Regions from separate parts of the Sminthopsis crassicaudata genome. Here region 2 is linked to region 1. The links are chromatin contacts, called in public Hi-C maps. All regions are on one chromosome and are shown on one strand. Each heading gives the region's core, a stretch centred on a gene start, on an enhancer-like site or on the middle of the called end of the contact. The rest is flanking DNA. Distances are from core to core; before and after follow the strand shown.

What was found. A called contact is a pair of places that touch in the nucleus more often than the background predicts.
Region 2: a contact with region 1 is called in a Hi-C map of fibroblasts, with 5 times the contacts expected there. The contact joins the promoter of SORT1 here to the promoter of TMEM167B in region 1. A contact is called at or near these places in 2 of 2 Hi-C or Micro-C datasets (fibroblasts and hippocampus).

The regions. Positions count from the first base shown.
Region 1 is chr4:426,941,907-426,949,112 of ASM4859323v1, forward strand. It overlaps TMEM167B (transmembrane protein 167B), which reads left to right and starts at 4,286. Exons shown (of 3, transcript XM_074262885.1): 1 at 4,286-4,490. The coding sequence starts at 4,481.
Region 2 is chr4:427,293,241-427,300,446 of ASM4859323v1, forward strand. It overlaps SORT1 (sortilin 1), which reads right to left and starts at 3,418. Exons shown (of 20, transcript XM_074262895.1): 1 at 3,072-3,418. The coding sequence starts at 3,389.

The sequences.
Region 1 (7,206 bases), core at 3,036-5,535:
CTTTCTTGTGGTTTTTCCCTTTTGTTCTGATTCTTCATTCACAACATGACTAATGTAGAAATATGATTGTACATATATAATTAATATCAGATTGCTTATTATTGTGGGGAGAGGAGAGGAAAAAGGGAAAAGTAGAAAATTGGGAACTCAGGATCTTATAAAAGTGAATGTTGAAAACTATATTTATATGTAATTGAAAAAAAATAAACAACTACTAAGTGTATGGGGGGAATAAAACAATAGTCTCCAAAAACCACAACTGTGTTGATTGAATCCATTACATATTTATGTTATATAGTTTAGAACTGGATTCTTACTGTGACAAGCCAATCCTTTTGTACCTTGCTAATTAATTTACTCTGCCTCTTACCACAGTGATTTTCCAAGCCTTTTCATCCTTCCTCAAACTTCCCACAGCACTCCCATCCCACACTCTCTCTGCTGAGAACCTGTCCTTATACTTCACTGAAAAAATTGAGATTAATTCGTCAAAATCGCTAATTTTCCCTTATCTTCTCACATTCCCAAGATATCTTCCCTTACCATTCTCTCCTTTGCCTCTGTTTCATATGAAGATGCAATCCTTCTCTTTGCCAAGCCAACCCCTTTCTACATGCACAGTTGTACATTCCATTCCATCTTGTCTTCATTAGCAGATTCTCTCTCCCAATCTGTAACACATACACATACACACACATGCACATGCACACACATACACACACATTTTTCTCTCTCTGATGAAAGCTTTTCTGACCAAAGAGTCTATAAAATACAACCACTAAAATTTCATAACATCCTGGAACTTTGCATCAGAATGAAGTAGGGCTTTCTCTGATAGTCTGGAGAGATGGGTTAAGGACAGAGGGAATTTGGGATAGATGTGTTAGGATAGATAGATTCATGTTCTTTATGCAGATGTGTCACCGTTCCTCAGTTTCTGCCATTGTGGATATTTCTAATGTAATTTTGAATGTCTGCCTAAATGTATAAAGTCTGTCTCACATTTACCCAATCCTGTATACAGTATTTCCCTCAAGAATCTTTCTGCACAAATGTGAATGGAAAAGCAAATAGGTTGTGGCCAGCAGATGGCACTCCATGAACAAACAAGAAGTCAGCTCAGATTACATAATAAAGGAATAAAAGAAAAAAATATGTATTAGGTACATGCCTGCCTTATTCCTGCTTTCAAAGAATTTACATCTGAATAGGAGAAGATAACAAATAGGGAAGTCACAAACAGTAACTAGAGAGGAAAATTTTGGTCTGGGAAGACACAGGACAAGGATGGTAAGTGGAACCATAGGGATAACTCATTGTTATATCCTATCTAGGAATGGTACTGTTGACTTGATCATTATCCACAGAGCTAGAAAGAGTGTGAATAGGTAGGAGTAGAAAAGGCACATGCATGGCACAAAGAAGGTCAGAAGATAATAAAGTAGATCTGGATAAGGTAGATTTGGAAAAGAGAGACATAAGGATAAGAAGGAAAGCCGGAACCGTGGAGCAGTGGAGTACAGAGCGGCATGTAGAGCGGCAAATACAGACCTTACCAAGTCTTTACTAGTACTGTGAGTTGTCCAGACTGTGGAGGTCTAAGGGACAGGAGTAGACTCTTTGATAATACAACATTCTTTCCTAATTGGGAGATTAATCCCAGGATAGTGCTACAAATCTACAATAACTATACAAGTTTCTAGAGAAAGTAAGTCTCATTAGATGATGAGTTGCTTCATTCCCTAGAAATCCTAAATTCTTTTCCCACATTGGGGATGCTAACCTAAGGTAGCATTCAGAATCAGAACTACTATAAGGATTCCCAGGAGAGATGAGTTTTACTAAGAGTAAAAGTTTTTTTGTTTTTATTGTTCTTGTGTTTGGGCATGAATCTTTTTCTCTATTCTTTGATGTATATATACCATGATTTTCTCTGACTTCATTCTTTTAGAGTCAAGTTTGCTATATCTCCCCCTTAGGGTTCTCCGAAGGGGATTATGTGTATTTTTTTTTTTATCTGCCATCAACTCAAGTACCATTAGATGTGTTTTCCTCCCATTATTAAGGGTCTAGTGATTAGTACCATAAGTTTCATTTAACCACTGAAATCAGATTAGCTTTTACAAAGGGATATTTGCTTCAAAGATATAGCATAATTTAAACATACAAATATTTTCCCAACACATCAGGGCATATTGACTTATACTACCTTGATCTCTGAGATTGGGAATTAAGTTAAAAATTTAGCTCAGTTGCTATACAGCATTAGTCCCACCAAGTTCATATCTAGATACTATATGACTGCCAGATGAACTTGCATCTTAATTACTTTGGGCTAAGTTTCCAAAAGTCAGTCTCAAAAATTGCTTCATCATCCCATGGCACTTTTCTACAAAACTCAGACTCTGGAAAGATGGAATATTGAGATTCGCTCTATTGTCTTTGTTTCTCAGGCCATGAATGTGCTGCATTGACTGCCAACACAAATGATAGAATGCCATGGGTCCACTGGTCCTTTTGAACTCATAAAGTCATAAGCTTTATTCCCTTCACCAGGCACCAAGTTTTCCACAGAGTGCTAAGCCAAGATGAAAGACTGAAACTGACAGACCTTTTTGAATGACTCCATAGTCAATCAAAGAGCTTCCTTTTCAATATGTGATTAGTTAACCAGAACCAGTTATAGAATATCTGCACATGTTCCATGGTTTGTTTCTCCAAGATTTTTCCCTTACAGGAATCTTCTGGAAGTAGTTTATTAGCATCCTTCACATGGAGTGTGACATCTCCCTAGATTTCTCCCTGTGAAGACACCATCTGAGGCATTCTGAATCCCTATTAAATGTTTGTTTAACTTATTTTTAGTTTTGTGTTTTGTTAATCTGCTGCCTGCAATAGAACAGAGGATACCTGGAATAAAAAAGATTTATATTCAGAGATATTCCTAAGGCCTAACTTTAGATAGCAGCAAAAATGATTCATATAGATTTTGTCTAACCTTTCTATCCCCTAGGTATCTTAACAAAGTGTATTAGACAAAGTATGTACTGACTGAAATAAATGACAAAGCATTTACTAAGCATTTATTATGTGCTAAGTAAAGGGGATTTGTATAAAAGACCTAATTTCCTTAATCAGTGATATTCATGTTCAAAAACCTAGGAATCATATTTGACTACTCTTTCATTGCTTACATTTTGTTTATTATATCTTCACAATTTATCTTGCATCAGCTCTACTCCATTTCCATTGCTGCTGTCCTATATCTGAACAGCCTCTATGTTGGGCTGTTTTGTAGTCTCATACCTAGCTTCCCCAGCTTCCATGTCTTTTTTCTTCAAATCATCCTATTCATTGATGTCAGATTAGTCTTTTGTAAGTAGAGTTCTGATCAAGTCACTCCTCTGCTTAAACAGCTGATGACTCAGAATCACAGTGTTAGAGCTAGAAGGAAGCTTAGAGATTTTTGTTGTTCAACCCTCTTGTTTGACAGATAAGGAAACCAAGTGACTTAATGATTTCACATTGGTTAGCATCAATGGGAGATTTTAAAGGTCATCTTTATTTTATAAATTTTCTCATTTTATAGATGAAGAAATTGATGCCAAAAGACACATTAGCACTTCCTAGCTGTGTGACCTGGGCAAATCACTTAACTCCAATTGTCTCAGCAAAAAAAAAAAAAAAAAAAAAAAAAAAAAAAAAAAAAAAGGCTAAGTCCATCAGAATTGATCGTCTTAAAATCTTGTTAACAAAAAATTTACAAAGTGTTTTTATGTCAAATATTAAGAGAGGTATTATTAATCCCCATTTTACATGAGGAAATTGAAACCCAGAAAAGTTAATAGTTAATGGTGCACCTGACACTAAAACTTAGTGTCTTGATTTTTCATGTAATAGTTCAGCAAATATTTATTAATGATCCCTATCAATAAATCAATAAGTGTTATCATGAAATGGAAATTAGAGCTATCATTTATTGATACTAATAGTGAACGAACGAACTCAGGCTGCTAGATCCAATTTCTATTGGAAATAAGAATGAGTCAGGGTTATGCAACTGGGCAGCAAGCATGCACAAAGCCCACCAACTCATCTTTCCGCTTTCCGCGTACGTGTGTTAATACCCGCAGAGGTACGTGCAAAGTTCAATGGACTAGCGCCCAGGATTACCTAGCACGCGCCCGGAGCCACGCCTTTTATGAGAGTCCAGCCTCCAGCGTTGAAACCTGTTGCCATGACTACCACCTCCGCCTCCTCGCCACCCCGCGCCTTACGTACGCTCGGCGCTCCCTTGGCCGTGCCTGGCCGCAGTTCGGCGCTCTCCGCTCTCTCACTGCGCCTGCGTCGTTCTTCCCCTGCCAGTCACCTCGGCTCCGATCGGGAAGTGTCAAGCGGGAACCGGTCTCCGCAACAGCGGCAGCCGCCCGCCTCCGGAGCCCCAAGGTCTCCGGCCCTGGCCCGGGTGGGCCCAGCCGTCATGACGAACGGTGAGGCGGCATCTGGCGCGGGGAGGGGGGAGGGGAGACGTGGCAGGCCGAGGAGGAGGGGAGGCGGGCGGGGCCCGGACTGACGTGGCCGCTCTCCCCGCCCCCTCCTGGTCCCAAAACTTGGGGAGCCTACTCCCGGGGGACCGCTCTCCGCCCCTGGAAGGCCAGAGACACGGTCCGAGCCCGCGGGTGGTCGGACGGAACCGGTCACGGGGGATGGGGGAGGCGCCCCGAGCTCGCCAGTCTCCTCCCCCCCTTCCTCGCTGTCCCGGGCTGGGGGAGGGGGCTCCTATGTCGGCGTCCTGCGAGCGGAGCCTCCACAAGTTTGGAGCCTGGGGATTTAGGGCTGGAAAGGAACCAGACTCGTGCAGACGGTGAAACTGAGGCCCACAAGTGATCGTCAGTTGAATTGAGCGGGAGGGAGGCTCGGAGTCGGGAAACCCTGGGTTAGAAGTCTCTTCCTACTCCTTCACCCGCGGGGGGGTCCCGAACAAGTTAATGAGCCCTTTTCTCTGGTGTAAAATGACTGGCGATAGCGTCCGCCTGCTCTCTGGTCATTGGGAAGAGAAAATAGAATGATGTAAAGTGGTTTGCCACCGCGGCCGGGGGAACTGCTACCAACAGGAAGGATCGCAGTCGGGTCGTGTCCACATCCTTTGGTACCAAATCTTAGGCTATTGATGCTTATAAGTTTGTTAAATTAATCCAAGAAACAGTTTTGACCAGTTGATCATATCCAGACAGTCTGGATCTATTAAAGTGCTCCATAAACGTGGCATTATTATCATTACACTAATCAGTCTGGTAAGCAGAACTGTACCAAGCTGTGTCCAAGGAAATATTTCTGCCCTCAGAAACTGAAGATTGAATTCCATAGGAGGAAATGGGGAGGAGGGTGACCTCATGCCTTTTTTTCTAAGTAACCTGATAATTATCATACTGATTATCTTTTTATTCCCTCCCCCCCTTCGAGGGTAGGATCTGCCCCTGAAGCATTAAATGATCTTAGTAAGATAAAAATCCTTATATGTTCCTTTTCTGGTTTGCAGGGTGGAATGGTTAAAGCGCTGGGTCTGGCATCAGAAAGAATTCAACAAAAAGAGTTCAAATAGGGTCTCGGATACACACAAGCTGTATGATCTGGGGCAAATCACTTAACCCTGTTTGACTCAATTTCCATATCTATAAAATCAGAGAGGGAGAGGAAACTGGCCATCCACGCAGTGTCTCTGTCAAGAAAACCCCAAATGGTATCACGGAGTCAGACAAGACTAGCTCTAGGACAGAGGTTCAGTGCCCTTCGAAGGCAGTCTTCTGTGAGGCGGGCAGGGTAGACAGTAGTTTAAATGAAGGCCTAAAAACTTTTGTATGAGGGGTGGAGATATCGGGATTGTGTGTACTGCTGCATCCAACTGATGTAAAATTTTCCTTAGAACTAAAATTTGGTTTTATGGGTGGGAAATCTGAGATATAGACAAGGTCATAGATTGAGAGCTGAAAGAAAATACAAGAATTATTTAGTCCAAACTCCTTATTTTACTGGTGAGGAAACAGAGAGGTTAGTTAGGTTGGATTTGGACCGACTTGTTCCTTGGTGCTGATCCAGCATCTTTTCCTCTGCACCACCCTGCCATAAGGAAATCTCAAGTTGTAAGGGCATGAAATACAGAACTCAAGATCAGACCTTATTTTTTGTTATATTTATGGTTTGCTAAAGATTCCACTTTCTTTTTTTCTTTAAGAAGTTTGAGGTTTTTAGTATTAGATGTTCTGTATTCTGTCTAATAATACTCATAGTTGCTGTCTACTTATGGGCCAGTAATGATACATATATGAACTCTGGCCCCTTGAACTTTTCCATCTTCTCTAACCCATCATCCTAACAGAGCCAAATCTGATGTATTTAGCTGTAAACTTCCCTTTTCTTTGTATAGTTTTTTTTAAAAATGGGTGTATTATAACAAGAACGTGTTAAAAATGTCTCATGCCTTGTCAGTCTCTTGTCATGTCATGCATGGAAGCCTGATTTCAGAAAAACTGATGATTGGGTATTTCTTTTTTTAAACTGGGGAAGGGGCACTATTTTGTTAAATCTTATTTATGTTTCAGATAGTAAAAGTAACAAGTTTCACATTTAAATCTCAAATGCATTATTTATTAAATATTTGAAAAGATGGGTGTGTATATCTATATATCTCACTTGTTGGCAAGTTTCAATACTATCATTTGGGTGGCATTGTAAGAGAGGTGCTCCCTGGGTAGTCCTCTCAGGTGGTCTAATTTCAGAATTCTTGAGTCTGTCTGGCTAACGTAGTGTTCCTATTGATTCATATACAACACATTCTGCTTCCTGACTCTGGGCCTTCTAGCAGGGCTGCACTTCTTCATCTTCCTCTCTCAATCCTCGCTTCTTTCTTCTTCAAGACTCAGCTCAGGTGTCACCTGAGGCTTCTGATCCTCCCCAAATGCCAGTGTTTTCTCCCTCAAAATCAACTTTTAATTGCTTTGTATATATTATATATTTACATTACTTCTCTTTCCCCTTCTCTTCTACTCCCTCCCCCTAAACATGTAAGTTCCTTGGGAGAGACTCTAGACCTATTCCATTTTTTAAATTTATATCTCTAGCATATGTCTGACACATAGTAGTTGCTTAATAAATGTTTGTGAAATTAATAATTGATACCCATTGTTTTACCAAGCTAGTATAACCGGT
Region 2 (7,206 bases), core at 2,168-4,667, 350 kb after region 1:
TGAAACATGGCACCAAAACTGACTACTGATGTGACCCAGACATCAATTTTCTGCAAAAGAATGGGGAAGGATTAGATGATTTCTAAGACTGACTGCTCCAAGTTCTAAAATACTGTGATTCCATTCCCCATTTTTTACCAAGGAATCAATTTGCCCTTAGACAAGAAAACTTTTCTCAGTCCTCTTTCATCTATATAACTGGGGATACAATTCAAAATTGCTCTAGCTCAGCAGTGTCAAACTCAAAAGGAAACATATCCCTGGGGCTGTACATTATCTTAAATTCACATTACCTATGTTATAGCAAATTGCTATTTATTGTTAAACATTATCAAATTACATTTTAATCTGGTTTGGGCTGTATTCTCACTTAGAATTTTGCCAGTTTTGCTTCTGCAGGATTTTGACACTTCTGTTTTAGCACTACAATAATATTTTTATTTTACAGCTCCATAAATGGAGTTGATCGAAATTGTATGGACAATGATGTCCAAACAATGAAATCTAGATCTACTAAGAGGTAGAAAAGAAATGATTATTAAAGAACCACTTTTGGTTACTAAGTTAGCTGCCCTGATCAAATATCCTAAGTTTAAAGTAGCATCAGACTAAACAACAAAACAAAACAAAACAAAAACCTGTTTTTTTTATTAGAGCATATTAATGTGAAATAAATTAAAGATCCTTGAAAACAAACTAAGGATAATAAATGTAAAACAATTATAAAGCTATTGGGAAGGGACAAGATCACAGTAAGACTATAATGATCAAATTAAAAGCTGAGGGAATTAATAGCTGAACTTAAAAAAATGTCATGACCTCTCCTCACAAATCTTATATCTCCTATTCAACTAATTTGATATAAGAGATTCCAGACTCTCTCAGACCAGCTTTCTTAATTCTTAATCTGTTGCTTTAAAAAGTAATGTTGATAAAATGGTCCTTTCACCATGGGCAAATAAGCGTGAACAAACAAAAAGCTGCCTTTACAGTGGGCAAATAAGCATGAACAAACAAAAAGCTGCTTAGGCCAGACATATTTACAGGTACTGTGGTTTGGAAAAGGGAAATCTCTCACTGAAGGAGTACATCCAACAGCAGCAACTGTAGCGGCCCTGAAGGCGGGATAACCACCAAGGGAGGAATTAGGAATGTGAACTAGGAATGCAAAAGACTAGCTGACCCAAGGAAAGAAGCTGTGAAGGGGAAAAGTGGAAAAGATGTAAACCATAGTTCTCAGCAGAGCCTAAGCAGGAAAGGGATGACTTAAACTTTTTTTTTTTTTTTTTGCTCTACAGAAACTTTCCACATTTTCAACAGTAATATCATCCTACTGTCACTAGTAATCTGTGATCAACTGCCTTCTTAAAAGCTCAATTTAGATACCTTCAAGCAACCACAGACTGCATATTTAGTCAGACTGTTTCTACATGTAAAATTTGTGAATGTTCTGAGTCTTCTAGTTCAGTAAGACATGTGAGGGCAACATGACATAATGGAAAAGCCCGGTTATTATAACTGAGTTCTGCTTCTGACCCTTATTAGAGAGAGACAAATCCCTTAACCTCTCTGACCTTCAGTTTCCTCTTTTCCCTATGCAGGAAAATGCTGAGCCAAATGGTATGTAAATGGTTAGATAACTAGCACCACATTAAGAGAGCACATTCTGGATTCTGATTTGGAGATCTGGATATATGAAAGATGGGTATAGAAAGTAGTAGTGAACATGAGTTTTTCTCCAAGATGAGTGAAAATGATATCAGGGAATAAGATAATAAAATATACCAAAGACAGACAAGAAAATAACAAATAAAAACAAGGCTTCATTATTATTATTATTATTATTTTTTAACAACACAGGCTAAGGCTGTCTATGTTGTACAGAATTAAGGGAAAGTAGGCAAGGGCCGGAAAACGATTGGATTACAAAGAAACTGTCCTGTAGCTTATTCCTATGGAGAGATGGCATGACATGGTAGAAACACACAGAGCTTGGAATCAGGACCTGGAGGTGAGTTCTTCTGCCCCTAGTGTGCGACTCGTCAAGTTCTCAGCCCGAGTTTCCTTCTCTGCAACCACTCACTTCTCGGAGTTGTGAGGAAGAAGGCAGTCAAACTCCACATAAATGGAACTGATCGAAATTGTATGACCCTTGCCCCCTGAATATAGGAAGAACTGCGGTTTTTAATGTATCTTATTTGCAAAATTATGTCAAAGATTTTCAACCGGCTCTGGACATTTTGGGCAAAGCTCCTGGTATTTGGGGAGATCAGATACCATGGAACAGAGTTCAGACCCCATCCTTTCACTTCTAAGTAACTTTGATCATGATTTTTTTTTAAAATAAGTTCAAAAGACTCACTCTCCAACTTCTGAATGCCCAAGTGAAGGCACCAGAAAAATTAACAACAGTAACGCCCGCAAAGCCACGAAACAGTTGTTTCCCCGCAGCTCTTTCCCCTGGGATCCGGGAGATCACGCTCCATTGGGGGAGGCGAGTGGGTGGGAGGCTGCTAACCGGGGAAAGGTGCTGAAGTGCCTTACTCTAAGGCGGATGGAGAGGGACGGGAGGGGCCGCAGGAGAGAAAAACTACGCTCCCCACCCCGCACACGTTACCAAAAGGTCACATGAGAAAATAAAGACACAAGAAGACACCCCAATGGCGAAACACAAAACCAGCGGAACCAGAACCTGCCGCACCCCCTGCCCCCACCCGGGATGCCCAGTGCGAGGTTCGGCGGCTCCGCAGCCAGGGCTGGGCACCCCCGTGGGAGGCCCGACAGCACGTCTGGGGGTGCTGGGCAGGAGGGAGGAGGAGGAACAAAGTCTGCAGGATCTGATGCTCCCTCCCCTGAAATCTCGGCGCTGGGGGACGGGGGGGCGGTGGGGGTGGGGATGGCGGGGGAAAGAAGAGGGAGTTTAAAGGCCCGGGGCTTCCCATCCCGGGGAGCGGCGGGGAGGGCCCCAAGCTGACACGTCAAGCGTCCCACCCCACCCCCGCTCGGCCGGCGGGAGGCGTCGCGGGGGCGGCGGAGGAGAAGGCCGGGGTCCGGGTCGGGGGTGGTCTCACCTGGTGCGTGTTGTTGACCAGACTGGCCTCGAAGCCCTGTAGCGGGCTGCAGCCCTCGTCCTCCCCGCTCGCGCTCCGCTGCCGCCGGCCGCCGCCGGGCCTGTCCTCGGCTCCCCACACAGGGCTCCCCAGCGAGGGGCCCGGCTGGCGGGCCAGCAGTGCAGTCCGAGTCCCGGCCGCTAGCGGCTGCGGAGCGTCCAGCCGGTCCCCGCCTGGGCCGGCCGGGACCGCGGGCAGCAGCAGGAGGAGGCCGAGACCACGGAGCCAAAGCGAGAGACCACCGACGGCGGCTGCAGCAGCTCCCCGGGGCGGCTCCATCGCTGTCAGACGCCGATGCCGACACCTGCAACCTCAAACGCCCGCTCCCCTCTTCGGCGGTCCGCCACACCCCCTCCACTGATCCTCGCCCTCATTGGCTGTTGCCTGCCGGGCCTCTCCGGCCCCTTAGGTTAGCCTGCAAGTCCGTCTCGCCGGTGCCACTCCCCATTGGCCGGCGTCGCCTCCAGCTTCGGGCGTCTTCGATTCGGACGCCCAGGCACGGAGCCGATTGGCCGAGAGGAGAGGCTTTTCCAGTGGCTTTTTTGATTGGTCGAAAGGGGCTGAGGTCATCGTTCCCCCTGCCCCGCGTCTTCGTGGCTAGGCTCGCCGAGTTAGAGCTGGAGAAGACCCCGGGGAGGCTGCTGTCCTCGTTCCGGCACTTTGCCGTAGCGGCCCTTCCCCCTCCCCTGGCCCCTTCAAACCTGAAAGCCAAGCCCCCGGCTTGCCCGGATTATCCCAAACTTCCTTTCGAGGCAAAGTCTGGCGAATGTGGAAAGCTGTGAAATCAATCAACAAAACCCTCCCCGGGGAATCGGGTAGCCCGCGATGGGCCGGAGGGGGAGGCCGGCTCACGACTCGTGCCTCGGCTTCCACTCCCGCGCACTTAAAAGCCCAGCCCAGGATTGCTGCTGGGCTGCAGCCCGGGCTGCCTAAGGGGTAGAGGGGCGCCGCGTAGGCCTGAGCCTACCTGCCCAGCCAGATAGCGATCGGAACATCCCCGACAGCAGAGCAAGCCTCGAGATTCCATGGCTGCTTTCCTTCCCTGCAGAGGGGCGGGAGGAAGCCCAACTCTGGCCCAGCCGAAGCGGAAAGGCGCTTCGGGGCACAGCTGGGGAAAGGGATAGCCTGCAGTTTTCACTTCTGCGTGAAGTGAAAGCGAGTCACACACTCGCTTACACACAGGACGCGCCGTCCATTCCGTAGTCCATTGTGTCCACGTTTGATTTCTAGGACACTGCAGAACAAACAAAAAACCGCACTGCTTCCATCAACTCAGGAATTACCCACATGAGCAAGATGCTCAGAGATGCATCTCAGGTAGAACCAGTTCTCGGGCATTCGGGATACCGACTCCACCCTTACTGTGAGAAAGTTTTTGCGTGCCTCCCTTCTTTCAGTGTAAAGAACCCCAGAGGAAAAGTGCACCATGACGGAAAACGTGCCAAAGCATAACAAACATAGAAACTTTCATCCAGGAAAAGCGAATTTGTGGGCGAAAGGTGATTCTCCGCCCTCCCCCCATTTAGCAGTAACTCTAAATGAGAAACAATATGAACATATTAGAAAACATAATGCGTCATCCTGATGTTTGTAACAAGATTCTTTGGCAGTAATTTAACTAGGAAACAAACATTGTGCACAGGAATTTCCCAAAATAATAATGGAATATTAATATGAAGATGTACTTTCAAACCGATAACAGAAGAAAATTGAATCAAAGTCTCCAGTTGCTACTGGCACAAAAAGATAATGCCTGTTGACAAAAGACTCCCTGAAAAACAGAACACTTTGTCCCTTTCCATAACACCACTATGATGGACTATTTCTTGTTCCCCATCCACCACTTTTAATCTGTACCAACTATGAAATAGATCACAAGACAGCTAGTGCTAGTAGTAGCCATGTGATTAATGGAGGGAATAAAGGATTATTTCTTTGTTTGGGTGACACTCTGGGATGAATGGGCTATTGTCTGTCTTGGGGAAAAAGACAGCGCCACCTCCTGGAAAGATCACCAAAGTACATGCTTACCTTTGATTAAAGATAATTTTAGTCAGGAACTCATTTGTTCTGCACAAATTTAGTCCTAAGTATTTAGTTTTTAAAAATTCAACAATCTTATAATTACCTTTATTGTGCATTTGCCAAAAAGCATGGTACAATGGAGAGAAATAGAAATGGAGAAGAGAAGGAAAAAAAGGAAGAAAGGGAAGGAAAGAGAGAGGAAGAGAGGGTTTAAGTATAAGCAGACTATGGAGATGTTTTAAATCCGGCCTCTGCTGATGCTTAAACTTTGACCAGTCACTTAACTCTTCTCAGCTACAAATTATAAATAATTATATTTATTATAAACATTAAAATAAATAAAATTATAAATAAAAGGTTAAACTAGAAGACCTTTGGAATCCTTTCCAGTTTTACATATATGACTCAATATAGAGAGCAATATAACAATATAACAATAATAGTATGTGACTTATCCTTCAGCTATAGTTTAAACTCAAGGGCAAGGAGTATCATTTTGTCTTTTTCCACAATGCCTTGCACAGAGTAGGTGCTTAATAGATCTTTACTTCATTTTTGTAACAATTTGTAAACATTTCTATAATATTACATTTTTCCTTTCTTTTATTTGTTCTATTTTTTATTCAATGTATTCAATTTTGTTAATATATTCAATGTATTTATTTATTTATCCAATACAAAAGCTGGAGTTAATTTTATCCAGTTTACTCTAAATTTCCATTTCATTTGCCCAGTCAAAAGATATTTATTCTCTATTCAAACTTTTATATTTTATCCAAGAAAATTTTGCCAGATGAATAGATGGATGTGGATAACAACCCTAAAATACTGAAAGCTAATGGAAATTAAATAGCTGTCACCTAATAATTCCAAGAGTATACCTAAAAGAAAATCTTAAATCTGGAACTGATAATACATCAAAGTTTGCCTATTCAAAATCATGTAATTATTTAAGATACAAAGTTCACTTTGGTTTTAATGGTTGTACTCTTACTAAAAATGAAGCACCAGTTATTCAAAGGGAATTCATAAAACATGAGCTACATATTGTTTAGAGCTTTGGGCTAAGTGTTACTCCTAGCTATTTTCTTCCCAAATTAAACCACAAGATCAGACACTCTCAAAATTTCTCACCTCTCCTCAAAGTGAGATGACTGATAATTTCTATCCTGGTTTTCATTCATCTGTGTTACCACACAACTATAACAGAGATGGATTCATTCATCAAATACAACACATTACCTGAGTCGGCCCTACAAGAGAAAGTTTAGTTAAAAAAGCAGGATTTCTGTTCTTGTACAGCTTAACACTAGAACTTTGGATTCTTTGACAGAACATCATTCAATAAACATTTGCATAATGAATTACTGAACTGTAAGCCATAAATTCCCAACTAAAGAGGGAAAAGGATGTAAAGATAATTTAAAGTTCCAGTTTTTATCATTTACCCAAAAATGAAGGTGAACATGAAATTAATCCAGAAAGTAAATTTAACAGTATATTAAATCATCTCTTTAGAATGCAATTCCAAGTTACTTCAAATCCTTTAGTTTCCAAACGTAATAAAAATTGTCCTGGTATGTAATAACTTGATTTCCATTAATTGTGTGAAGTTGGGCAAATGAATCTTGGTAGGCTCCAATTTTCCTAAATTTTCCCCATTTTTCCTAAAGTAAAACAGCTAAACTGAATTATCTCCAAGGACCTTTCTGTAACCTATTTTAATTTTATGCTACAGATTAGATTCAGATTTAGTTTCTTCCAACAGTCAGAACCAAAGATTCTTTTCCTTATGGCTGTGATTTCATCAGTGTACAATATTCCCCAGTGAGAAAACTTTGACTGCCAATGCAGAGCAGCAACTGTTTAATTATTTTGTCTTAAGAGTAGCTTAGGACACTGAATTCAAATGATAAGCACAAAGTCACAAAACCAGTATATGTTAGAGGCACAACCAACTCTTAATTCAATACACCATGCTTCTACTTCCAAAAATTCAAACTGGTCTAACATTTTTCATTGATGTTTTCTTCTTTAAATATCATTACAGATTTCAGAGCCAAGGAAATAA